7 separate regions of the Mus musculus genome follow, and all the other regions are linked to region 1. A link is a contact called in public Hi-C, HiCAR-type, capture Hi-C and promoter capture Hi-C data. All regions are on one chromosome and are shown on one strand. Each heading gives the region's core, a stretch centred on a gene start, on an enhancer-like site or on the middle of the called end of the contact. The rest is flanking DNA. Distances are from core to core; before and after follow the strand shown.

Region 1 (3,256 bases), core at 507-3,006:
TCCTGGAAGGTCTCAGTTTTCCAGAATGTCATAGTTTTCAGAGTCTTATGGGAAGAAATGGTCCCACAATCCCTGCCCAGACCTCCTAGCCCTGTTCCTAGGATGTGCCCACGACTAAGGCTTATCATGAACCATTCCCTGCAGCTTGGGGTGGGAGCAGCCAGAATGTTCTGACTGGATGTCCCCTTGCTGTGAGGAGACCTGGATTATCCTCATCAGATGACCAAGGTCTGTGACTGGGGACTTGGATCATGACATCCATGTCCTAACATGTCAAGGTAGATGACCCCAGTCACCAGAAGCCAGGCCAACACCCTTCCCAGATGCTCAATACCCAGCATTCACGATATCTTTGAAGCCCAGGTGCAGGCTCGCCTGGGAGTAGGGAGAAGTATGTTCCACCTGAAGGGAGGGGCACCCTGTCCGTTTATACATCAAGGGCTTCCTAAGTGCAGGCTGTGGGAGTGGTCATCTCAGACACACAGGAAAACCTGAGCTACTTGCTATGTGCTGACAACTAGGTGACAGTGTAAGATGGGCAGTGTGACATGCACAACAGGGGCAGATACTTCTGGAAGTCCTTGGAAAAGAGCGTGACCAGAAAGACTTCTAGCCCAAGAGTCTAGGGCTCCCAGGGGGAGGACAGCCAAGGTAGTGCCACACATGAAGTGGCATTGGACCCTGGGCTCTTCCCTGGTCATATCAACCAGCCCCACCTTTGACACCGTTTCCCTGTCCCCAAACAGGTCTACCTGCTATCCCCGACATGACAGGATGTCGGAGCACCTGTGGTGGGAGCTGCCCTTTCCCAGCCCCAAGTGTTGATGCAGCTGTAGTCCTCCAGAACGCCCACAGTCAGGGTGAGTGGCCAGTACAGCCTAGGGACAGAACCACCCACCCCTAAAGGTCACGGGTACACCACACACACACCCTGCTGCAAAGCTTAAATATGCTGCCACCACCAATACTAATGACCAAATGTCCAAGAAAGGAGTTATGGGTGTCTGTGCTGAACAACCTCAAGGTCTTTGCGTGTCTGTTCCGGATCCTGTAAACTTTTGGGTTATGCCTCACCACTGCTTTCTGGTCGATTTAAGCAAGACTAGGGTGTGGTCAAAGGTCAGTCTGAAGGGGTTCAGACTCCACCTCCTGGAAGCCACGTCTGCAAACCCCAAGTCGTTGATTCCCTGCGCTTCTACCTGAGCCCATAGAGACCAAATGGGGCCATCTAACGCTTCATGCTGGGAAACAGGGGCGGATCCTGCTCCGCTCCCGCACAAGCCACGCCCAATTCCCCACCCACAACCACGCCCCCTGAACGTCACAAAAAAAGGCCCCCAAAGCCGCAGCTGCCACTCCGCAGCGCGCAGCCCGGCCCTGCCGGCCACCCCGCACACAGGCATCCGCGGAGCTCTTCCGGCCGGAGGCGACGGCGGCCTCCGGAGCTTCGGAAACGCAAGGCGCCTGCGCGGCAGGGCGGGGGACGACGACTACACTTCCCGGTGTGCCCCGCGGGCGGGCGCGCAGACACATTCCGGACCCGGTGGAGGCGTCGCACAGGCGCATTCTAGACCCGGCAGTGGCGCGCAGGTGCATTTCCGGCCCGGCAGCAGCGGCGCGCAGCCGCACTCTAGGCCCGGGTGTGGCACGCAAGCGCTTTCGGGGCCCGAAGGAGGCACGCAGGCGCATTCGGGGTCGGGAGCCGGTGCGCAGGCGCATTCGAGGCCCGGCGGCTGCGGCGCGCAGGCGCGTTAGGCGCGGGCCGGGCCGGGCCGAAGCGAGCGCCGGGCGGGCAGCGGCGCCAGAGCGAGTGGAGCCTTCGGGGTCCCCGGGTGGCGGCGGCGGCGGCGGTGCAGAGGAGGAAGGCGGCGGCTCTCCCCCTGCCGGCGCGCGACCCGGTCCGTCTCGCGAGCTCGCGCCGGTCCCGCGGCCCGGCCCGGCCCCGGGCCCCTCCGTCGCCGCCGCCGCCACCGCCATGGCCCGGCCGCTGGTGCCAAGCTCGCAGAAGGCGCTGCTGCTGGAACTGAAGGGGCTGCAGGAGGAGCCGGTGGAGGGCTTCCGGGTGACGCTGGTGGACGAGGGTGACCTGTACAACTGGGAGGTGGCCATCTTCGGGCCCCCCAACACCTACTATGAGGGCGGCTACTTCAAGGTGAGCAGAGCCTCAGTTTCCTCTTTGTGCCTGCCTCTCTCCCAGGCTCCTCGTGCAAAGCGGCTCCTCCCTTTTTTGTTGGGCACGTGCTGACCTTACCCCGGGGACTGGTCTCCCTAAGCTGTCCTCCAACAGGCTACAGGATCAGGGACTGCTAATGTATGCCGCATGCCCAGGCAACTCCCCACCACGAGACGCAGGGGCCTCTAGAGCCTGCTGCTGGTCAGCGTGTTCCCAGGTTGTCCTACACTGGACTAAACTTGTACCTGGGAAAGGATCTTTCCCTGTTGTCCCCACCCTTCCATAATGCTTCTGGTAAAGGGTCTCTCCGGGGACAGTTGTTTTCCTTCTTGTCCCGTCCCCCTCTCAACCCCCCCCCTCCGGTTAGTTCCCCCTACCCCAAGACACAGAAGCCTCTGGAGCCCCCTGCTGGCAAGCATTTTCCCAGGTTGTTCCTCACCCTACCAGCATGTGGTAAAACCTGGAAAGGTTCTTAGGTTGTCCCAAGACATAAAGGACCACGGGCAGCTGCTAGCTGGTATCCCAAGGCCCTGCCCCCTACGCTGGAACACAGAACCAGGGCAGCCGCTGGCCGATGTGTCCCCAGAGAAGGGACGTGTAGCCTGGACAGCCACCTGCTCCAGTTCCAGTAGAGGCCCTGATAGGGCCTTGGCAGCCTTGCCTGCTTGGACAACAGCCACCTTTAGCCCTAGCCAGGCTTTATGTAATGCATTCCAAGGGGGCAGTGGGGGGTCCACCCTGAATCTTGGAGCCACACCCTGGGTTCCTTCTTTGGGCCCTGGACCCTAGAGCTCTGTGTTTGCCCCACCCTGACAGCCTTTCTCAGGTTCCACTGAACAGGTGGCTTCTTAGGGGCCTGATTTTTCCTTCTAGATAGTGTCGTCTGCCCTCTGGTGGCTTCACGCTCAATGCACCAGATGTTCTTGTGGTTGGGAGCAGGGAACACTGGGAAGCCTCCAACACTGGAAATGTGTGGCCAGCTATAGGTACCCCCATCAGCACAGTTAGATCATCCTGCTTACTGGGGGCTAGAATAACTAGCAGAATCACAGAATCTCATGCTAGGGCCAAAAGGGACAAGAT
Region 2 (3,256 bases), core at 372-2,871, 1.5 Mb before region 1:
GAAGCTAATGGGAGCACAGTGGCCAGAAGAACTGGAGGGTCTTGCCCAGGCTAGAGGGGATCAGCCTACAGACGTTCAGACAGTCAAGTGCTGAGTCATTCCTAGTCAGAAAAGGAGCCACAGCACATTTGTTGGGACAAGCAAAGCTAAGCCTAATCTCAGCAGGGAAGGTGGGAACCATCAGGGCTGTTGAGCAAGGACCCAAGACAGCCTGAACTCTCCAAACCACCTGTCCTGGGGCCCTTAGAGCCGCCCCTCCCCCCACAGTAAGTGCTCACCTTTTGAGATAACCTTCCTATCTGCCACCACCCCTACTTGCTAGCCAACAGCCAAAAGGCACATGACTTTTCCTTTCCCTTTAAGAGTAATGCTGGTGTTCTAGATACTAGAATGAAAAACGAGGACCTCAGCAGGCAACTCTACCATGACCTGTGTCCTCCTAAATCCAGTAGTCCTGCAAGCCACAAAGAGGATGGCTAGCCTTCACACGGAGGATAACGTCCCTGCTAACATTGTCTCCCCATACTTACTTCTTAAGGTCAAACACAGTGACTCTATTTCCCACGGGGCTGATAACAGAATTTCCATCATGTGTGAAATTTAAGTTTCCACACCGATAAACCGTACCCAACAAATTCGAGAACTGCAAAGGAAATGAATCAGTTTTAACACAGAGAACACAGCGTCAGCTCTCTGAAATGGTGATGAGAGGCATCTGGGCATAGGTAGTAAAGTACCTGACCATAGGTGTGTCCTGCCCCTGGGCAGAGGAGGAACCCAACTTAATTCTCAGGAGCCCAGGGTTCCCTTGAATGGTACTATACTCCCAAGACAGGAAGCATTTGCCAGGCACAGAAGGGCACAGGATCTCCATTCTAAGAGAAGCTGCTTCAGTGAACAGGGCTGCAGGAGATGCTCACCACGCCCACCGTGCTAAGTATCAGTGCCCCGGTGTATCCATTCAGTTATCAAAGGCAAGCATCTCCATCCAGCAGACACAGCTGGGTGTAGAGACCCGAGCCTTGTGTTCTATGTCCACATAGAAACGGCACATAGGCAATTGGACAGATGTCCAAACACTGCAAAGCCCAGCAGAGCAGTAGGGTAGTTGCTTACTGGGATTGCCTGGGCTAACTAAGGCAGGAGTCGATCTGGGGTGTAGGTGGGCAGCTATGCAACGAGATAACACCAGGCAGAGCTAGGCTCCTAAGAGGTATGATCAGCAGAGGAGCGCTGTCGAGACTGCTCCAAGAACTGGCGGCCCTGTAGAGAGCTGGGTGTTGCTTGAAGTTTGTTGTTAAGAGCCTTTCAGCAGCTATTGCTGTGTTGTCTGGCAAGAGGAGTTTGGACAGGGCTGGGTACAGCCCGAGACCTGTTGGGTAGGAGCCCGGAGCTCCTGGTATAAACCAGGAGCAATAGATTGCGATGGGTCGACCCACTAGTGCTTCCCACAGGCAGCCGAGATGACAACGACCTCGGTCTCTCCCGCGTCCTCGGAACCTTCCATCGCCCTCCCGTTGCCCCTGCCCGGCCCGCCGCTCACCCGGTAAGCGAATTTCATCCTGGAACCACACGTGGGGTACCGTACTGCAACCACTTCCGGAATACAAACAATCTCCGGCGCTTAAAACGCGCACTTCCGGGGCGGAGCCGCAACCCTAGTGTCCTGGGAAGCCCCGCCCGTCCCTCCCTCACCCCCACTCCCGCCACCACCCTGCCTCTACGCAGGCGCTGCGTAGCGGTGAACTAGCTGAGACCGCTAGGACGGTGGAGAATGGAGCTAAGTTCTAGGTCTCCATGCAGAGCCCAGTCCGGAGCTGAGAAAGCGAGCAAATCGTCACACACTCGCCTGTAACCGTGCAAAACAAAAACAAAAACCCAAGTTCAAACGGAGTTTCTTCTTAAAACGTGTATTTTTAGAATTTTAATGCTTACACTTTAAACGATCTTAGTACAGCGGCCTTACTCTGACATTATGTTACAGAACACTGTGAAAATGGAACCAACGCCTGCAGTGTCAAGGTGCGGCCGTCACCTTTCCTAGACCCCATCCCAGAGAACAAGAGCTGCCAACTCTCTTACAGAGAAAGGTGTCTTCATGAGAAATAACAGAACTACCAACATTTTAGATCTCCCCTTTGTTTTATTCTTAATATATATAATTAGAAAACCGTAGAGAACTCAGAAATATGAAACTCAGGGGGTGGGCGGTGAACTCAAGAGCCAGACTCCACTCTAAAGGACTACACACGGATGCGGGAGGCTAGCAGTGCCGGGTGGAAGCTTTTCTGCCAGGATCAAGTCTCAAAGACCTCCCCACACATGGACTTGACATCTGCAGGCCAACTGTCAAAGGTTTACCGAAAACAGAGTTCAGAGGGCTGTAGACATTCAGTAAGTACCAAGTTCTAATTTGCATACCCAGCTCCCCAAGTTTATTAGTTTTAAACTGCACATAAAATAGGTTTTCAGAGGGTTTTAAATAAATGTTTGTTTTTTTTTTGTTTTTTTTTTTTTTAAGGTTTATGTGAGTACACTGCCACTGTCTTCAGACACACTAGAAGAGGGCATCAGATCCCATTACATATGGTTATGAGCCACCATGTGGTTGCTGGGATTTGAACTCAGGACCTCTGGTAGAGCAGCCAATGCTCTTAACCACTGAGCCATCTCTCCAGCCCCAGTGTTTATTTTCTTTAAGCATTCCTCCAATTCCTGCAAATGAAAACCACTTGGTGGTGGTGTGTTGTGGGCGTCGTACTATCCTTTATTTACTGGCTGAGTTAAAAGCAAATACCCTGGGGCTGGAGAGATGGCTTAGCAGTTAAGAGCACTGAGTACTCTTCTGAAGGTCCTGAGTTCAAATCCCAGCAACCACATGGTGGCTCACAACCATCCGTAATGGGATCTGATGCCCTCTTCTGGAGTGTCTGAAGACAGCGACAGTGTACTTACATATAATAAATAAACAAATCTTAAAAAAAAAAAAAAGCAAATACACTGAATACTGAAAGTGTTGGCTTGGTTCTCCTGGTTCTCTCTGTGCCCCTGACTCTGGGCCCAAACATGGTCCCCAGGGGGCAGCGACTCCTGAAGAGGGCTCCCTCCTCTCCCAGCTTTCTACCTCAGGTCCCACTCACAGACACCACGCCAATAAGCCCAGAGCACTCTATCTCCTATATACAAAAATACATCACTTTGGAGGACTGAGAACGTTTAATACATACAGCATCTATTTACAATCTATGACTTCCAC
Region 3 (3,256 bases), core at 338-2,837, 1.3 Mb before region 1:
TTTTACTTCCTCAGCTTGCTCCTTTTCATTATAGATCTTCATAAGAGTGACCACTAACAACCACACAAGAGAGTCGATACTGGGCCATTTTGAAATTTCCTCTGCCAGCTCAACTAATCCCAAAGACTTAAATTTAGCCTCACGAAGACTTTTTAGACAAGAGCAAAAAAGCAACCACGTTCTTAGCCAAAGCTCGAGAACAGTCTGTAGGCCACATACAAATAGTTTTGTCCTCTGAAACCTCTTGAACCAGACCCCCAAAGCTCACATCACCTTCATCACCACTGTCTTCCATATTCCTACTACTATGGCCCTATGAACTATTAAGTGATCAATTGCTTTTCTAACCCAAAATCCACATTCCTCCAAACAAAAGCATGGCCAGGCCTAATCCCAGCAATACTCCAGTGTCTGGTACTAACTTCTGTTTTAGTTTGGGTTGACTGCCACCACCACAAGTCTCCATGTATGTCTGGGCACCACTTGCATCCCTAGTGCCCATTGAGGCCAGGGGGTGGAGAAATAGGATCCCATGGAACTGGAGTTGTGAGCTAGTATGTGGGAGCTGAGAATTGAACTCAGGTCCTCTGGAAGAGCAGCCAGTTTTCTTAACTGCTGAGCCATCTCTCCAGCCCCTCACTTGGCTCTTTGACTGGGTTCCAAATATCAAATTCAGGCTGTCGCACTTCCGTGGCAAGCCCCTTACCATGAGCTACCTCTGCACCCCCAAATTATTTTTTTTAAGCCAAGGTCTCACTGCATAGTCAGGTTAGCTTAGCCTCTCAAGTGCCAGGATTGCAGGTGTATACCATCATGTCCTGCTATCCAACTGTGACAGTTTTGCAAACGGAAACTCGGGTTTGAAGGTCACTCAAGTAAGAGCACTGACAGAGGGCATATCCGGGGTCCTCATGGTTCCCAGCCTGTGTTGGGTGTGTGAGAATAGAGTCTCACCCAGAATAGACCACCTACCCAGCTCTGTGGGGCTGGGGCTGGGATCCCCAAGCCCCGCCTACCGCCTGACAAGGCCATGTCATTCAAAAAGAATGGAATTCCCAGATAAGCTCTTATTTCATGGGGTTATCCGGACCCAAAAACTAAGTCCACGTTGGGGAGGGGAGGAAAGGATGGGGCCAGGGGTCAAGGAACAGGGATCTGAGACTTCTAGGTCCTCAATCATCTATTTCTGTATCCACTCTATGGAAGGAGGGATAGGGACCCATCAAGACCCCCACTTAATAGTCACAGGACAAGGGGAAATTGAGATGTCCAGGGCTGTACTTCGTGTCCACCTACTCCATGGAAAGACTAGGACCCCTTCTCACATCTCTGCATCCTGTGAGGACCCGGAAGCCCCTAAGCCGGGTCAGAGATACTCCTACAATCACTTCACGACCATTGAGGGGCAATCAGGACTCCCAGCCTCCAAACCCTTCTTAGCGTCCGTTCAGGGAAAGGACGTGAAGCACCCACCATGCCTCACCCTCCGCCCACGCCCAGCCTGGGTCTCCTGACTCTGCCTGGAACGGAGGGTGGTGACAGTAAAGAGAGCGAGCGAGAGGGTGCGGCGCCCCGCCCCGTCGCTCTGTCACGTGCTACGGGTCCGGGGGGGCGGAGCCAAGCCAGGTTTTTCTAGGGTCCAGGCACCCAGGTCTCCTAGTTGGATCTGTCTTCAGCTTCTCCGTGCTACCCCGACTACTGCTGCCAAGATGATGTGTGGCGCGCCATCTGCCACAATGCCAGCCACGGCCGAGACGCAGGAGGTCGCCGACCAGGTGAGGCTGGGCCCAGGTCAGGCCAGTCTGAGCCAGGCCTGCGGAGACCCGGCGGCCTCAGGGACCGGCCTGCCCAGACTGGTCAGGTCCTGCAGCGGGTTTCCGGGGCGGCCACAAGTGTGACTGGGAGCTGGGGGCTCTGGATCTGGTTGGAAGATTCAGGGCCGGGAACTGGGGCGAGTCTTCTGCCGCTTGCATACAAGAGGGCCACTCACCTATTAGGGAACTAGCCCCGGGATCGGTGGAGGGATCCGGTGGTCCCAGAGAATTCAGGAAGGCAGCTGTTAGAACCTAGACGGCACCTTTTTGACTTACACCCAGGCCTAAACAAGAGAAAGCCAGACTGGGCTACTGTGCTTGTCTCCTCAAAAGAAAGAGCTAGGACTGTTTAGCTCAGTGGCAGGAATTCAACTGATACCACCACCACCATCACCAACACCGCCCCTCAGGGAAAAAAAAAAGGATCAAAACCAGAAGTTGTAGAACTTGCTTGTGCCTAGTCTGAAACGAGGGGGTGGACCTTGGGCCTGGGCTGCCCTTCCTGTGACTGTTAGCAGAGCAGAGATTCAGTACAAGGTAGGGGGAGGTTCAGGGTATTAGCAAGAGAAGAAAAGTTAAACAAATCCTCTCTTCAGCTCTCCTGCCACGCCCCAAGCCCAGGACCCTGTCCACTAAGCCTAGCTGATCTTGGGAGGTGTTTGCTCTGACTGAAGTGGCCAAGAAGGAGTGAGTCAGCTCCATGAGACCCTAGAAATGAGGAAATGTTACAGACACACTGGCCAGGCAAGGGAACCTTGGCCACGTGCCACATCAGCACTCAGGAGGCAGAGACAGGCGAGTCTCTCTGAATTTGAAGCCAGCCCAGTTTGCTTAGTTCCATGCCAGCCATAGCTACATAGTGAGACCCTGTCCCCCCCCCCCCCAAAAAAAAGGAGCTGTGTTGTTCTTTATCAGTGGGGCCAACAGTTTACCATGTCCCCCGGAATGAGGAGTATTGAAGGCTGGCAGTGTGTGTGTGTGGGGGCACCTGTGCATGAATCTAAGTCCTTCCTTCTCACCCACCATCCAGGTGAAGTCCCAGCTTGAATCGAAAGAAAATCAGAAGTTTGATGTCTTTAAAGCCATATCCTTCAAGAGACAGATAGTGGCTGGCACCAACCTCTTCATCAAGGTGGGTACTGATAGTAGCTTGGCATGAACTGGGGACATAGTCTCAGAGTAGAGCAGAGTGTCCTGCAACTTCCTGCAGAGAACCCCTTAAGGGGACATGTACATGTTCTGAGAGGATGAATTTGGGGTGTTAGGGTTCCCGGCCTTAAAGGAGGAGACAAGGGTTATCACTGGCTAAGTTAGTGGCTGGTGGCCTGTTCTGGCTCAGTTTCTAAGGCTGGGTTAAGCCTGGAACTGGAACCTTACCTTTCACTCACATGTCTGTCTGTCTGTCTTCCTCCAGGTTGATGTTGGTGGAGATAAATGCGTGC
Region 4 (3,256 bases), core at 519-3,018, 1.2 Mb before region 1:
CAAGCAACGCAGGACACGGGGTCTCAGAAGCCGGCACACCTCTGCCCAAGGTGAGGGAACTGCATGAAGCTCAGCCTGGCCCCGCCCTCCCTGGCTGTCCCTCCTTCAGGACTCTGCCCCTTTGCTCCTTAGTACAGTCTTTTTTTGAGAAAGGGTTTCTCTGTGTAGCCCTGGCTGTCCTGGAACTCACTCTGTAGACCAGGTTGGCCTTGAACTCAGAAATCCGCCTGTCTTTGACTCCCAAGTGCTGGGATTAAAGGCATGTGCCACCACACCCGGCTCCTTAGTACAGTCTTACTTCAATGACCTTGTTACCCCAATCCTGGCCCCTTAAGCTAGAGAGCAAAGGTAAAGAGCATGAAGCACCAGACCAGTGCATTCTGGATAGAACAAGAATGCCTACACTAGACCGTGTGGGTGAAGCACTGTTTATCAACCAACAGGCGCTCAAACACTCAGCAACTGCCCTTGCCTACAGACTTTGATCTCCTATGCTGTATAATAACAATCAATTGCTCTATTTGTCTGGCAAGCAAGCCTGATTCAGGACAGTCCTCTATTGTCCTTAAATGCAGTTCCAGCCACCTGTTTTCCTTCCAAGTCCTTCTTTCAGGTCCATGGTAGCCAGAGGCTACACCCTAACATCTCCCAGGAATCAGTTTAATGGCTAGACATGAGCGGAAGGGGAACGGGGACCTGCCACCCTGCTCAGTGACCAGCCAAAAAAGATACATTGCAAGAGGCCACCACCTGGTTGCCCAGGCCAGCCCAATCTTCCTGCTGGACCGGCCAGGCAAGGAAGCTCCAGTCAGCTGATATTGCCTATGACCCCTATTCTAATGCCCATGACAACCTGGTTCCCTCCAAGGGCAACCAGTCACAAGCAGGAAGCACCACCTGCCAGAAATGATCAGAGATAGCCTCATTCATCACACATCTCACAGGAGATAGGATCTGGGAAGAAAAGGCTACAGCCCTTCTAACAGGTTGCTTCCAAAGCCAAACTCAGCAAACTATGCTGTCTTTTAGGAATAAAAGCAAGCACGCGGGAGGTGCAGAGTTCCAGCCCCATCTCTGCGGGTGACAGACCACCCTAAGAGTGTTCAGACCCAAGCGTGGGCCCAGCTTCCTCCTTGGTCCAAGTTCATAGAATGGGTAGAAGCAGAACGTGGATGTCTGCAGAGAGCGAGCAATCACTAGCCAATGTGTCTACCAAGAGGCTCTCCGCGCTCCCAAAGGAAAGGATTCTCCCAGCTCAGCATTTTAACGCTTCGGGAAGCCCCTGCCCACTGTTGGTCAGGCAGACGGAAGCAACAGGGACCCTCAGGCGCTACCGTGTGCGCCACAGCCGGGCAGGGGGCTTCGTGCCACCTGCACCACCCCGCTGTAAGCTCCCCAGGGTAGTCCACGCCCCCGGCCTGCCTGCGCCAGGATCTGCCCTCAGCGCGCCCAGCGCTCAATAGGGACCCAAAAGGATGGCCACAGGGGGCCAAGGTCATTAGTCGGAAAAGGCCACGCAGCGAACCCGTAGACCCGCAAGTGAGCAGCCCGGCCCGGTTACATAAGCAGTGGAGCGCATACCTGCAGAGGGAACATGGCCGCTCTGTTACCCACGTAGCCACGGACAACATGGCTCTGGATGGAGAGCACCCGGCATTCGCCCTCCATGCCGGGAAAGCTGTAGTGGCGCGTGGTCCAGGTGGTGTCACAGGCTGGGGTTGCTCAGGCCGCTCGCTCGGATTCTGCTCCGAGCGCTTTAAGCACGCGCAGTCGCTAGGCTTGGACGCGCTCCCCGCCTCCTCTGACCTCAACAGGCCGGCTGCTAACCCGCGAGTCCCGCGCGGCGAGGGGCGGGCTGAAGGCGGTGCCTCACGCAGGCCCCGCCCCTCCGGGCAACGGGACCTGTGGAATCCAGCACATGAGCTCCTTCCTCTGTGCTCCATCACGTGGCCTCACATCCCTTTTTGCAGATCTGTCTGTGCGTCAGGGGGTTCGCCTGTATCACACTCCACAGCACGGTACTTTCAGTACACACTGTTCCACCTCCTTGGCCCGCGGCGCTGATCACTCCATGGGTGGCATACTCCGGAGCTGCTGTCCAAAGAGTTTCCACTGAGCTCCAGAGCCTGAAGACCCTCAGAGATCAGGAGATCCTTTCCAGCCACGCGGCCTGCGTGGAATCCCAGACCCAGTAGGGCTCACAGGCATCTGATCTCAGGCTACCCTGAGTCAGGAGTCACGTGCCCCTTCTCAATATAATAAGAGATCTTCTCTAGGCTCAAGTCTGCTTAGAGCCACTCATGGGGACAGATTTGAAGGGGCTGCACTGGTCTTCCCCTCTTCACTACCCACCAAGTCCTCTCAGTCCTAGGGAAAGCGCACCTCTCTTCCTGTCCCATCTCCAGACCTACACTTGGCACTCCTGTGGTCACGGACACACCAGGGTCACAGATCAGTGGCACAGGCCAGTATGTCAAGTTTGCTTTATCTTGGTGAGAGAGAGTACTGGGGACCAGATCTGCTCTGAAGAGAAAGGAACATTCCCATTGCTTGGGGAACAGATCAGAAAAAGGAAGTGGTTTTGAGGCTCCGTTGGTGGGGTGCATACCAAGGCCCCAGCACCAGAAAAGCTGTAAAGAAGAACCAAGTTGTTAGGAAGGCTTGACTGGAATCAACTAAATGGAAGTACATTGGAGGAATAATTAATTGCTTGCTGATAGTAACGTTTGCTGGATACTATGTATGTGCTAAACATTTCTTGTAACTGAATCTTGCTAGCCTGGAGCAATGGTGTACATTTATAATCCCGGCATTTCTGTGTTTGTGTATGTGTATAGAAGACCTCTGGTGTTATACTTAGGGAGGGGCAATTCACTTTGAGCTTTTCTTTAGCTTTTTTGAGACAAGGTCTCATGATGTCTCTCTCCCTGATCCAGCTCACTATCTAAGCCAAGCTGGCTTTGAACTCAGAGACCCACCTAACTTGAGTGCCAGGATTAAAGGTGTATGCCACCACACCTGGAACTGCCTTGGATTTATTTTATGTATTCATTTACTTAGATACCCTACTAGGACCCGGAAGTTCTCTCTTAGTTTGTCTAGGCTTCCTGGTTATGAAGCCCCTGGGATCTACCTGTTTCTATTCCTCATTGCTGAGGTTACAAATGCTGTTCTAACCAGGCAGTGGTGGCTCACACCTTTAATCCCAGCACTTGGGAGGCAGAGGCAGGCAGATTTCTGAGTTCGAGAATAGCCT
Region 5 (3,256 bases), core at 491-2,990, 1.2 Mb after region 1:
GCTAACTGGGGTCACCAGCTGGGGCTACGGCTGTGGCAGGCCCCACTTCCCAGGTGTCTACACTCGAGTGGCTGCTGTGCTGGGATGGATAGGCCAGAACATCCAGGAATGATTGCCCTGTGGCTAGCAACCCAGGCGTGGACTGAGAAACACAGCTACGGGCCACCCACCCCACGCTGAGGAGTTGGTAGCAGGCAAACATGGGAGTCCGATGGGAACTAGCTGTGACTGTGTATATTGTTCCAATAAACAGAGTCCTTTCTCCTACTGGCTCAGAACCTCTGTCAAAGCCACGAGTCTCCAGGAGCAGGGCATGTCTCCAACTTGGCTCCTTTGGTGCTTATGTTTTGGTGGGACTGACCAAATTGACCAAATCTCATGTACCAATCCTCTTGCCTCCACACTTAACCCACCCTCAAGTGCTGGGCAGACAGGTGTGCACCACACTTGGTTTATTCAGAGTTAAGGTCAGCACCCTGGGCCTCATGCATGATAGGTGAAGGCTACATGAAGCCTTGCTTCTTAACCTCGGCTGGTCTCCCCGGGATGACCAAACACCTGAGATCATGCTCCGAATTCCCTGAGAGCCAGCAGCCCACTGACCCCAAGGGGAAAGATACCCTGGGAGGTCTGGGCCTACTCAGGGGAAGGGACCTGAAGCAGTGAGGTGACACGCCTGCTTTACTGCCCCAGCAGCGATTTATTGGCCTGCTCTCCTGAGGTCACAGGTCAGTGGGGCCAGCCAGATCCCTGTGCTCTGTCGGGTCCTCACTCTCTTCTGAGATTGAGCTGGACGCAGCAACCCAGGGGAGAGGCCTCGATCCCCAAGCCCTCCATGCTGCCAGACTTCAGGGCGGCTAGGAGGAGACACCCTAACTGGCAGGGAAAACAGTTCAGACCATAAGCACGGTGTCCCGAGGCACAGGTCCCGGTCACATGTTGGCTCGTTCCCGCTGCAGTCGAGAGTTGTAGGCGCGGGACACGGTATTCCAGGCGTCCATGTAGCGGTCCATGCACATGGCGATGCATTTCTGCAAAGCGTGGAGGGGGATCCCTGACTGACGGTCACACGACCCGAGGATCACCCATGAAGGCTGCACCGATCTAGGCACAGAAGCCGGGTCCTCACCCCGCGCACGCGCACAACTTCCTCAGTAGCTAAGGCTAGAGGCCGCGCACGCGCACATCTCTCAACCTCCTAGACGCTCCTGACCCCGCGCCCCTCACCACCCCGGGTTCCCGAGATGTCTCACCTGCTCCGAGTTATCCAAGGAGCCCCCGGGCTTCCCGATGCACTTCCGGAAACACTTGTCCGTCATTCTCTGTGGACACACGCGAGGTCTCAGCGGGGACTCACCCGGGGAACCCCGCCACCAACCCCGGCGCGCCCCGCACCTGGAGCAGCTCCTGCGCGTTGGCCACGGCGATCTGCACTTTCACCTGCTCCATAATGGCCCCCGGGTCCAGCTTCCCGCCACCCGTGCCGCCAAAATCCGAGCCGAAGCCGCTGTCCATGGCTGCTCAGTCAACCGGGCCACGGTCGCGCACACCGACCATACGCCCCGGAAGCCAAGCCGGGGCACCACGGGAAACAGAGGCTGAGTCGATTCCCACAAGGCAGCGCGCGTCGTCAGCAGTCTGACAAAGCTGCGGCCTGAGTCACCATGGAAACAAGTTAAACTACACCTCCCACAAACCCGTGCGCGCCGTGCACTCTGACCTCGGAGGCTCTATGGGAAACTGCAAACTCCTGCTCCCACAAGGCTGTGCGCGCCGTCCCTAAGCACTGTCCTTTGGCTTCTAGAAAGGAAGGAAACCCGAACCACAATTCCCAGAAGGCTGTGCAACTTCCCGCGTGAGCCCACTGACTTTTGACGCCCTGGCAAGGGCTGGACCAGGGTCATTTTGTCCTGGACCTCCCCGCTGCGCATGCGTACAATATAAAATCCTCGCTGCTTTTTTTTTTTTTTTTTAATATGTTTTTTTTTTAAAGTTATACGGATGGTTGTGAGCCACCATGTGGTTGCTGGTATTTGAACTTCGGACCTTCGGAAGAGCAGTCCGGTGCTCTTACCCACTGAGCCATCTTACCAGCCTGCTGCTCCTATCTTAATCTGAAGATCTACTCTGAGGCTGCAGTTAAAGTCAATGTTTATTTGAGTATACAAAAGTTTCCAGTTGTAAAATGTATATTACAAATCATAGGCGTAAAAGAAAAGGTGGAACACACGTTTGGCATGCATCTTATAAAAGAAACAATCTGTAGAGCTGAGCGATGTGCGCAGTGCCGGCGGCTCCCCAGCAGCAGTGCCACTCCGGTAACCATCTCACCTAGCCAGGGCCAGAAACAGACCCCTGAGGACCTGCAGATTACTCTAGACCTGCTCCTCAAATACAAGGAAGCTAGCTCCAGTGCAGAGTACACCTGCCCTGTGGGCAAGGCAGCAGAGCTGCGCAGTGACTGCAGCCAGCCATAACTATCCAGGATCCAACGCCGGTCACAAAGAAAACGGAGGTATCTAGAAGCAGGAGGTGGCTGGTGGGTTCTGGAGGTTGGTGGCAGTGGTGGCATCCTGTGGCCAAGAGCTCTTGCCTTGGGGGAAGACTAGGCCTGGACTCTTCCTACCATCAGCTGTGCCAGGAGAGAGAAAGAACTCGCCCTAGCTCAGTAAAGGAAGCTGCCAGTTGTGGCAGCTCCAGGCCTGAACCCCCAGAGCATCATCCCAGTGAGCTGCGTTACTGACCGATGTAAAAAAATAAATATTCTTTAAAAAAATACCATGTGTCAGTGGTGGGGAGGTGACAGGTGAAACTGGCTGGCTCCTGGCACTAAGTTGCAGGGAAGCAAGTTTCCAGGCCTTGCCATCGAGGTGGGGCACAGAGGGGCCACACAGTATTCATACAGGAGAGGCCAGGAGCATAGCTAGTGTGGCCACACTCATGTGAGCAGTCACTGGCTGGGAACCTGCAGCCTTTGCTCCTGAAGGCACAACGCCCACGGTTTGCCTGTCCCCTTCAGTCTTAGGATGGGAGGCGTCGTCCCATGTGTGAACTCGCTCCTCCTTGGTCCTCCGCTTTAGAAGGGACTAGAACAATTCAGAATCTGGGACCAGAGAAGCCTGTGAATGCCCTGGAGCTGGGGACTGTTATAAACCCTTCAGATTCAGAGCACAAAGCTGGGCCATCCCTGGTTTCAGGTGCCATCAACTCCAGGAGAGGAGGGTCTGCCCTGTGTCCTAAGAGCCACCACATCCTG
Region 6 (3,256 bases), core at 392-2,891, 1.1 Mb before region 1:
TGGGGGAAGGGGATCCAATGGCAGGCAGAGTCAGAGACAGCCAGCCCCTGCTCCAATTGTTAGGAGACTCACAAGAAGACCAAGCTGCACATCTGCTATAAATGGGTAGAGAATCTAGGTCCAGCCCCTGCACTCTCCCAAAACAACTCTTATGGAATGGCAGGGAAAAGCCTACCTTGTTTGATTCAAGACGAAATTGGAGGCATGCTCACAGCCAGTAAGCATAAATAATTCATACGGTAGTTTGGCTAAAAATAGTTGAGTAGGTTTTTGTGGGTACCCATGGCTTTGCCTGTGCTAGGCAAATGTTCCATCACAGAACTTAATCAGAGACCATAGTTGCTGAGAAGGGATGGCTGAACGATCAGCTTTAAACAGGGCATTTATACCATGGCTTGCAAAGGTCAGGGAACACCAAGGAAGAGGAAGTGGAAAGAATATAAGAGCCAAAAGATGGGGAGAAAGGCTGTGGAATGCTATCTTGTGGACATGACACAGCTGAAGCGATTGTGATTTTTGGTTGGTCTCTATGCACTCCTGCTTGTCCTGGAACTCACTATGGAGAAGAGCCTGGTCTTGAACTCGGAATGGTGGGAATAAAAGCACATACTATTACACTGGTTTACATTGTTAAATATCCATTGTTCAGGCTTCAACAAATAGCTCAAAACTCTTGGTTACACAGATGGTCCTGATTAAAAGCCAGTCAAAGAAAAAGACATAAATTGGAGAAAGGGATTTGTAAGACAGATCGGAGTTTGTAAAAGGTCCCCAGATGCTGGAAACCTGGAAAATGACTGAACCGGCCTGGCACCAAACACTAGGGAGTTCTCTAAACATCCTGCAAAGCCTCACAGTGGTCCAGGAAGGGGAGGGGCTTGCATATGTTGCGGTCGGGAATGCGGGTTCTGGGGAGCTCGGGTGGGGGGTGTGTCACAGTCCACGCCCGTGGAACGTGCCGCGAGATGGTTCTCGCGGGTGTGGAAGGCGCGGTGTAATGTTAGCCAATTAGAGGCGAGAGAGAGAAGCGACCAATGATAAACGTCTCTTTCGGATAGCTTTTTCAGCGAGACTCCAGTTTGGCGCACGCGCGTCTCGTTGAACTACGGGGCGCTGCAGAGCCAAGTGGGCAAAAGGGGCACCACTCCACACTCCCCAGTCACGTGACCCAGAAGCGGCAGAGTTCCACTGCAGTCAGGGACCTTTCCTATAGGCAAAGGTCATAGGGCCTTGTTTGGGGATGGGTGGAAGGGAGTTCTATGTAGTGGAGCTGAAGGCGCATCCTATTGAAAAGTGACCTCGGCTGAAGGCCAAAGGTCAAGAGTCTGGTGTGTGTGGGGAGGGTGGGGGAGCGTACCCTAGGCTGCGCGATCCGATGGGGGTGTGGCCTTACGACTCAATGATGTAAGCGCGAGGCGGGCTCTCCGCTGAGCCCCAGTCCAGCGTTGAGGAGGGTGGGTTCTGCATGGGCTCGTTAACAGATAGGTAAGTAGGAATTTCAACCTTGTTTCGGTGCTACTGCGATCGCCTTGACCTGCTGTGGCCTACTTTTAGTTTGAAGGTGGTGACGTCAGGGGGCGGACTTAGCCTCACTGGGGCGTGGCTTTAAGTCCAGTCTAGATGCGTCTGTGGGCGTGGCCTGGCAGGTCGGGGAGGTGTGGCCCAGGTCCGGCGGACGATCCTGCTTCCGGATTAGATTATAGTACTAAGATTCTGGCTCTGTGCTTTCTTACTTAGGTTCTGCCTCATGGAAACTTCTGCGGCCGCTGCATCTGCGGGAGGCTTCTTCCCCTCCTTCCTGCTCCTGGCGTTTGGGACGCTGGTGGCTGCCGTGCTGGGCGTCGCTCACAGACTGGGGCTCTTCTATCAGCTGATGCACAAGGTGCTTAGGGTAGAAGGAGGGCTAGGGGTAGGAGGAAGGCACTAAAGGTGTTTCTCCAGCTCATCCACTGTGCAGGTGTGGAAAGCGAGTCCCAGCTAGTCTAGAAGTGGCTGGTTGGGAGATTCTTTACAGAGCTCTGTCCCTTTGCCAAACTGTATATGGGCCTGGACTTTGTAACTAGTACGAGATAATGGGGAAATTGTCGTTGTCTGGACAGCACACATTCTCCGCCTACCTCCATACCCAGGGGCCTGAGTCATTTTAACAGAGCAGGCCTTTTAAACATAGTGAGATTGGTGGGCTGAAGGTAGGCAGGGGAGGGAATGGGCTCTGATAGTAAGCCCTTCTGAGGAACTGTCTTAGCATATTTCGTACCATCTTCACCAAAGTAAGTGCTATAATTTCTGTCCTTGTGCCCACAAGAGGCAAATGATCTACAGAGAAGTTTAGTATTTTCTCTAGATGACAGATTTGGGAAAAGCTGACCCCACAAGTCATACTTATAAACCACTTGTTCCATTCTGAGAAATTCTTGCCCTTACCCAGTCCCTTTTCTTCTAGACAGGGACAGTGCCACTGACCTTGAAGTATGTAGGGATCGTGAAGCTACTGAGGCTTGGATGCTCAGGGTAGTCTGTGCCAGGAGTCACTTCCGTGCTAGGCATATGGCTGCTGGCAGCATGTCAGCTGGACCTGTGCCTCACTAGCAGAGGGAGGCAATAGGCTGGATGGAGTTAGCACTCCAAGTGCCAGGCCCTGCAGGGATACTAGGAAGCAGGCACACATCTAAGCCAGGGGCCTTCTGCCTCTTGCCAGGCTCTCCTGGATTCTCTGTAGATTTAACCTCTATCTCCTTTCTTCTCAACTGGCCCAGTATCTCTGGAGCAGGCATTATAATCTCCAGAGCCACTTAAGAACATAGGCTTTATCTCAGTCTGCTACTTGGTAGGCTGGGGAGAGATGGTCACAAATTCAAGCCCTGCCTAAGCTACATAAGGAGTTCAAAGCCTCGTGAGACCTTGTCCTAGTAAAAGCTGATGATATAGCTCAGTGGTTAGAGTGCTTGTCTAACACTATCTATGCCCAGGGTTCAATCCTCAGTACAGTTTCAAAAAGAACATTTCTTCTGTTGGAGTCTATCACTTGGGCAAGTCTTGGCATTTTTAGCTGTAGGACAAAGAGAACAATAAATTTGCTAAGTCAGTGTACCCTTCTCTGAATTGGATTTAAAGTGGTATGTCTCTAACCAGAATCTAAGTTCGTCTGTCTTCTGACCTTACCCCTGCCTGTTCTTGTACCTGCTCCTGGGCTGGCCTCTGACTGTCTTGTTCCTCATCTCCTTTGACCCAGGTGGACAAGACAAGCATCCGGCAT
Region 7 (3,256 bases), core at 316-2,815, 1.1 Mb before region 1:
CTGTTTTGTTTGGTCCTAGCAGCTAGCTAATACTTTTGCAGTCCTAGCTTCAAGGTCCCCTGCCCTAGCCCCTAGTAATGCAAAAGGGACTGTGAATCAGCCTCAAGAGTCCAGGTCAAATGTCCTTGGAACCTCAGGACATTTCGGCTCTGTCACCCCTCTCCCAGACATTCCATTAATCCTAGAATCTTACGCCTGCCCCTTCTCATTGAGTGGCCTTGAGCAAGGCATTTTTCCTGATGCTCCATGTCTTGTTTATGAGGAGATTCAGTATTATCATATTCTCTTCTCGACCCCCTTCCAGCTTGGAGCTCAGTGTGAGAAGCAACTTTAGACAATAGGATCTGTAGCCCTGCTCAAGGCCCTAGTAGCTGCTGCTGGGAAGGCAGGGCAGGGAACGCTGGTTTCTTTTTCATTCAGCACCCTTTTCCCATTTCCCAAATCCTGCCCACAAGTTCTCTTGGATCTTGCCCCTCAGCCCAAGCCAGATTTCTACAGTCAGTGCCCCGTTACCCCGCCCCCCTTATCTTGGCTCTACTTTCTCTGACATCATGGTCGATTTCCTGTGTGTGTTTATGTGTGGGCACCCGGATCCCTTCTCTGGCCCTGGGACCCTTGGGATGCCCTGGGAACGGCCCGGGAGGAAGAGTCAGGTCCTTGGTATAGTGGCCTCCCTCCTTTAACTGCTTCCTTCCGAAGCCCCCTACCCATACAGCTTTCGTTCCTTTCCATTTCATTCTTGCTGTCTGTGGACCCCCAGATTTAAGGATCTTCTATTTCCACCCTTTGGCCCTCTGTTTCAGGTCTCTGTCATCAGTAGCATAGTCCAGAGGATTGTTTAAAGTCAGTTCACAGGCCCGGGACAAATCACCCAACAACCACGTGCCTCAGTTTCTCTGTCTTAATAAACAGGACGGTTTCTTGGGGCTGGCCACAGTAGGTGCGGCTGCAGCCTCTGGAGCGATGGTGGCATGGAATTGGGGAAAAGACTGCAATAATAAATATAACCCCGCACGACCTCTCTTTAGTACAGGAGTGTGTACCCAGGAGAGGTGCCCACCACCCAGCCATGTCGATGCCACACAGCTGTCCTCACCTCCCGCCCCTGCCCCGCCACTCTCTGGGCGCCCCTTCGAGGCCCCATTTCCTGTCAGGGGTGAGGCCCCCCTGCGGGGCCTTGCAAGGATCCCTGGGGCTGGCATCTCAGGCCAGCTGCACATAACGGTCCGTGCCCCCCGCCCCAGCCCCCCAGCCTTACAAAGATCCGGTGCATATTCCTCTCTTGCATCAGGGCTCGCTCCCGGCTTACCCACTAGGTCCCGCTGCGTACCCTACCGGGGACCTGGGGATCTGAGGCTGAGTGGGGCTCCCTTCTCTTACTTTCCGAGAGTCCCCGCACTCACCGCGGTCCTTGGCTTCTGACTTTTTTCGAGGAAGTTTCTCACGACCCCGCAGGCGGGAGAAGGTCTTCCTGAGCAGCGGCTCGGCCATGCTTGGGCCGCGGCCGGCCGAGTGCGCGCCCCGGGGCTGCGGCCGCCCGCCCCGCCCGCCTACCCCCCCCCCCCCACCGGCCCGCTCCAGCAGGAAGCGCATTCCGGGAATGCTTGGCCTTAACTTTTTTTTTTTTTTTTTCTTTTCCTTTCCCGCGGCCCGAGCAGGCGATGCTGGGAGATGTAGTCGCCTGGGGCCGGGAGGGGACATGATGGGGTGCTGGGCTGATCTAACTCTTCAACTATGAATGTCATGGCATAGGCTGGGCCCCCCATAACCATCCTCCTTGTGTGATGGCATGCAGCACATTCTGTCGGCTCCCCCAAACCGCATCCAAGGCACACATCAGCTCATGTCTTTCCTCCTGTCCGTCCATCCATCCCCACATCACCCAGTACCTCGACCACGATCTTTCCTTGGGAACCCCAAATGCCCCCAACTCAAGTTACTATTGCTGCTTATTGACCCTCAAGCTTAGTGGTTTCAGACAGCCGGGATGCTCACTGTCAGGAACATGGACGCGATATAGACGATGCAGTCTGCTGATCTCTACTCAGTCGAGAACACAGCAAGGATAGGTGTATCTCGAAAGTAAGTGGTGAAATCGGAGGTTGTATTATTATTTTTTATTTAGTACTGAAATACCGGAGGCTGGACAACTTTCTAAAGTAGACTGAGTTCATGTTGATGTCCTAGCAGCACTCCTTAAGACAGGAAGAGAAAAAAAAATCTTAGGTTTGGGCTGATTCTTACAACTTAAGTTTACTTTTTATTATGAATATGTGTGTGCTTCTGTGTGTATGGCACATGGATCGGGGTGTGTGTGTGGGTGCCCAGAAACGGCTGGGAAACAAGCACTTTTAACTGCTAATTTGGTCTCACAGAACCGTCTTCTGAAGGCCAACTCCCGCCGATAGGCTCCTTTCACCATGACTAGCCTATTAACAGGGCCACATAGAGGACTAAACTTTCAACACATGAACTGTGGCACAACTAAAGTTCAGGTCTCTTAACTGGTGCCAGACACAGGCTGGACCTCCACTGGGATAGTGGACTAAGCACCTATGTGGACACCTCTGTGTCCTTGGCTTCCTCCCAGTTCAGTAGTTTTGTGGTAATTGGTGGGTATGCAGGCGTCTAAAAGTTAAGAGTGCAGATGAGTAGAAGGAAGACCTGCCCAGCTTTGCTTATCCAGGCACATGTGGGAGGAGAAACTGTGGTGCTGCAATAGTTTGAAAAGATCTAGTACATTCTAAGAGACTGGAACTTTTGCTAGACCTTACAGCCAGAGATAATACCACACCTGGAAGTCACCCACGACTGCTAGCCTCCTATGTACTCATTGAGTAAGAGAACAATGTAGCAATCAACTCTACTTGTTTTGGATTTCCCATGCAATCAACTTCTTACAACCTATAATGTAATGCATACCTGGACTCTTAGATTAGGTACTCTTCCCGGCCCCTCACTCAGATAATGCACACGAAAGCAACACTTGCAGAAGCAGAAGCAACTTTCTACCAAAAAAACGTCGAAAGTATCCATTTACAGAAATTAGTTGATAAACAGTGATGCTTGTTATCTGTGTCAATTAGAGACAGATGGAGCTAGCAATTTAATCCCTTGTAAAACTCTGTTAAAGACTTCTGTAAAGTATCCCATTATGTGCTGTTCAATCCATATAGAGTAAAACACTTCCCCCCCCCTCTCTCTCCCCCCCCCCACACACATACAGAGCTCATACCAAACAGGTGGACAGACAGGA

Evidence for each region. Promoter capture Hi-C pulls out the DNA fragments that hold promoters and counts their contacts. A called contact is a pair of places that touch in the nucleus more often than the background predicts. HiCAR-type assays count read pairs that join an accessible place to other places. Capture Hi-C pulls out chosen DNA fragments and counts their contacts.
Region 2: a promoter capture Hi-C map of pre-B cells shows a contact between it and region 1, with 4 times the contacts expected there. The contact joins the promoter of Pwp2 here to the promoter of Cdc34 in region 1. A contact is called at or near these places in 8 of 39 promoter capture datasets (the C10 cell line, the SN4741 cell line, cranial neural crest and 4 more), 2 of 484 Hi-C or Micro-C datasets (CD4 T cells and embryonic stem cells), 2 of 115 datasets of contacts at active chromatin or transcription factors (large pre-B cells and stem cell-derived neural progenitor cells) and 1 of 9 other capture datasets (embryonic stem cells).
Region 3: a promoter capture Hi-C map of liver shows a contact between it and region 1, with 6 times the contacts expected there. The contact joins the promoter of Cstb here to the promoter of Cdc34 in region 1. A contact is called at or near these places in 5 of 39 promoter capture datasets (cranial neural crest, embryonic stem cells, liver and 2 more), 3 of 484 Hi-C or Micro-C datasets (B cells, Th1 cells and bone marrow-derived macrophages), 12 of 115 datasets of contacts at active chromatin or transcription factors (the NIH/3T3 cell line, astrocytes, bone marrow-derived dendritic cells and 6 more) and 1 of 9 other capture datasets (macrophages).
Region 4: a capture Hi-C map of embryonic stem cells shows a contact between it and region 1, with 4 times the contacts expected there. The contact joins the promoter of Pdxk here to the promoter of Cdc34 in region 1. A contact is called at or near these places in 6 of 39 promoter capture datasets (the 3T3-L1 cell line, the C10 cell line, hippocampal neurons and 3 more), 2 of 484 Hi-C or Micro-C datasets (the G1E-ER4 cell line and bone marrow-derived macrophages), 7 of 115 datasets of contacts at active chromatin or transcription factors (bone marrow-derived macrophages, embryonic stem cells, large pre-B cells and 3 more) and 3 of 9 other capture datasets (adipose tissue, embryonic stem cells and liver).
Region 5: a Hi-C map of myocytes shows a contact between it and region 1, with 6 times the contacts expected there. The contact joins the promoter of Timm13 here to the promoter of Cdc34 in region 1. A contact is called at or near these places in 2 of 39 promoter capture datasets (liver and pre-B cells), 1 of 484 Hi-C or Micro-C datasets (myocytes) and 1 of 9 other capture datasets (pancreatic islet).
Region 6: a promoter capture Hi-C map of pre-B cells shows a contact between it and region 1, with 2.9 times the contacts expected there. The contact joins the promoter of Ilvbl here to the promoter of Cdc34 in region 1. A contact is called at or near these places in 8 of 39 promoter capture datasets (the 3T3-L1 cell line, the C10 cell line, the HPC-7 cell line and 4 more), 1 of 484 Hi-C or Micro-C datasets (bone marrow-derived macrophages), 11 of 115 datasets of contacts at active chromatin or transcription factors (the 230-238 cell line, the NIH/3T3 cell line, astrocytes and 7 more) and 1 of 9 other capture datasets (embryonic stem cells).
Region 7: a HiCAR-type map of astrocytes shows a contact between it and region 1, with 3 times the contacts expected there. The contact joins the promoter of Syde1 here to the promoter of Cdc34 in region 1. A contact is called at or near these places in 10 of 39 promoter capture datasets (the 3T3-L1 cell line, 3T3-L1-derived adipocytes, the C10 cell line and 5 more) and 7 of 115 datasets of contacts at active chromatin or transcription factors (the 230-238 cell line, astrocytes, embryonic stem cells and 3 more).

Annotation. Positions count from the first base shown.
Region 1 is chr10:79,680,439-79,683,694 of GRCm38.p6, forward strand. Cdc34 (cell division cycle 34) reads left to right here and starts at 1,757. Exons shown (of 5, transcript NM_177613.2): 1 at 1,757-2,152. The coding sequence starts at 1,976.
Region 2 is chr10:78,183,528-78,186,783 of GRCm38.p6, forward strand. Pwp2 (PWP2 periodic tryptophan protein homolog (yeast)) reads right to left here and starts at 1,622. Exons shown (of 21, transcript NM_029546.2): 1 at 1,544-1,622; 2 at 531-643. The coding sequence starts at 1,561. It overlaps Trappc10 (trafficking protein particle complex 10), which reads right to left. Exons shown (of 23, transcript NM_001081055.2): 23 at 1,895-3,256.
Region 3 is chr10:78,424,083-78,427,338 of GRCm38.p6, forward strand. It overlaps Cstb (cystatin B), which reads left to right and starts at 1,588. Exons shown (of 3, transcript NM_007793.3): 1 at 1,588-1,775; 2 at 2,845-2,946; 3 at 3,229-3,256. The coding sequence starts at 1,710.
Region 4 is chr10:78,463,180-78,466,435 of GRCm38.p6, forward strand. Pdxk (pyridoxal (pyridoxine, vitamin B6) kinase) reads right to left here and starts at 1,769. Exons shown (of 11, transcript NM_172134.2): 1 at 1,582-1,769. The coding sequence starts at 1,668.
Region 5 is chr10:80,899,229-80,902,484 of GRCm38.p6, forward strand. It overlaps Timm13 (translocase of inner mitochondrial membrane 13), which reads right to left and starts at 1,741. Exons shown (of 3, transcript NM_013895.4): 1 at 1,396-1,741; 2 at 1,254-1,322; 3 at 222-1,031. The coding sequence starts at 1,515. The coding sequence ends at 933. Lmnb2 (lamin B2) reads right to left here. Exons shown (of 12, transcript NM_010722.5): 12 at 2,135-3,256. It overlaps Tmprss9 (transmembrane protease, serine 9), which reads left to right. Exons shown (of 18, transcript NM_001081688.2): 18 at 1-266. The coding sequence ends at 112.
Region 6 is chr10:78,573,350-78,576,605 of GRCm38.p6, forward strand. It overlaps Ilvbl (ilvB (bacterial acetolactate synthase)-like), which reads left to right and starts at 1,642. Exons shown (of 15, transcript NM_001359302.1): 1 at 1,642-1,882; 2 at 3,233-3,256. The coding sequence starts at 1,748.
Region 7 is chr10:78,590,399-78,593,654 of GRCm38.p6, forward strand. It overlaps Syde1 (synapse defective 1, Rho GTPase, homolog 1 (C. elegans)), which reads right to left and starts at 1,566. Exons shown (of 8, transcript NM_027875.1): 1 at 1,404-1,566. The coding sequence starts at 1,491. It overlaps Gm30346 (a long non-coding RNA gene), which reads left to right and starts at 1,643. Exons shown (of 3, transcript XR_380602.2): 1 at 1,643-2,082.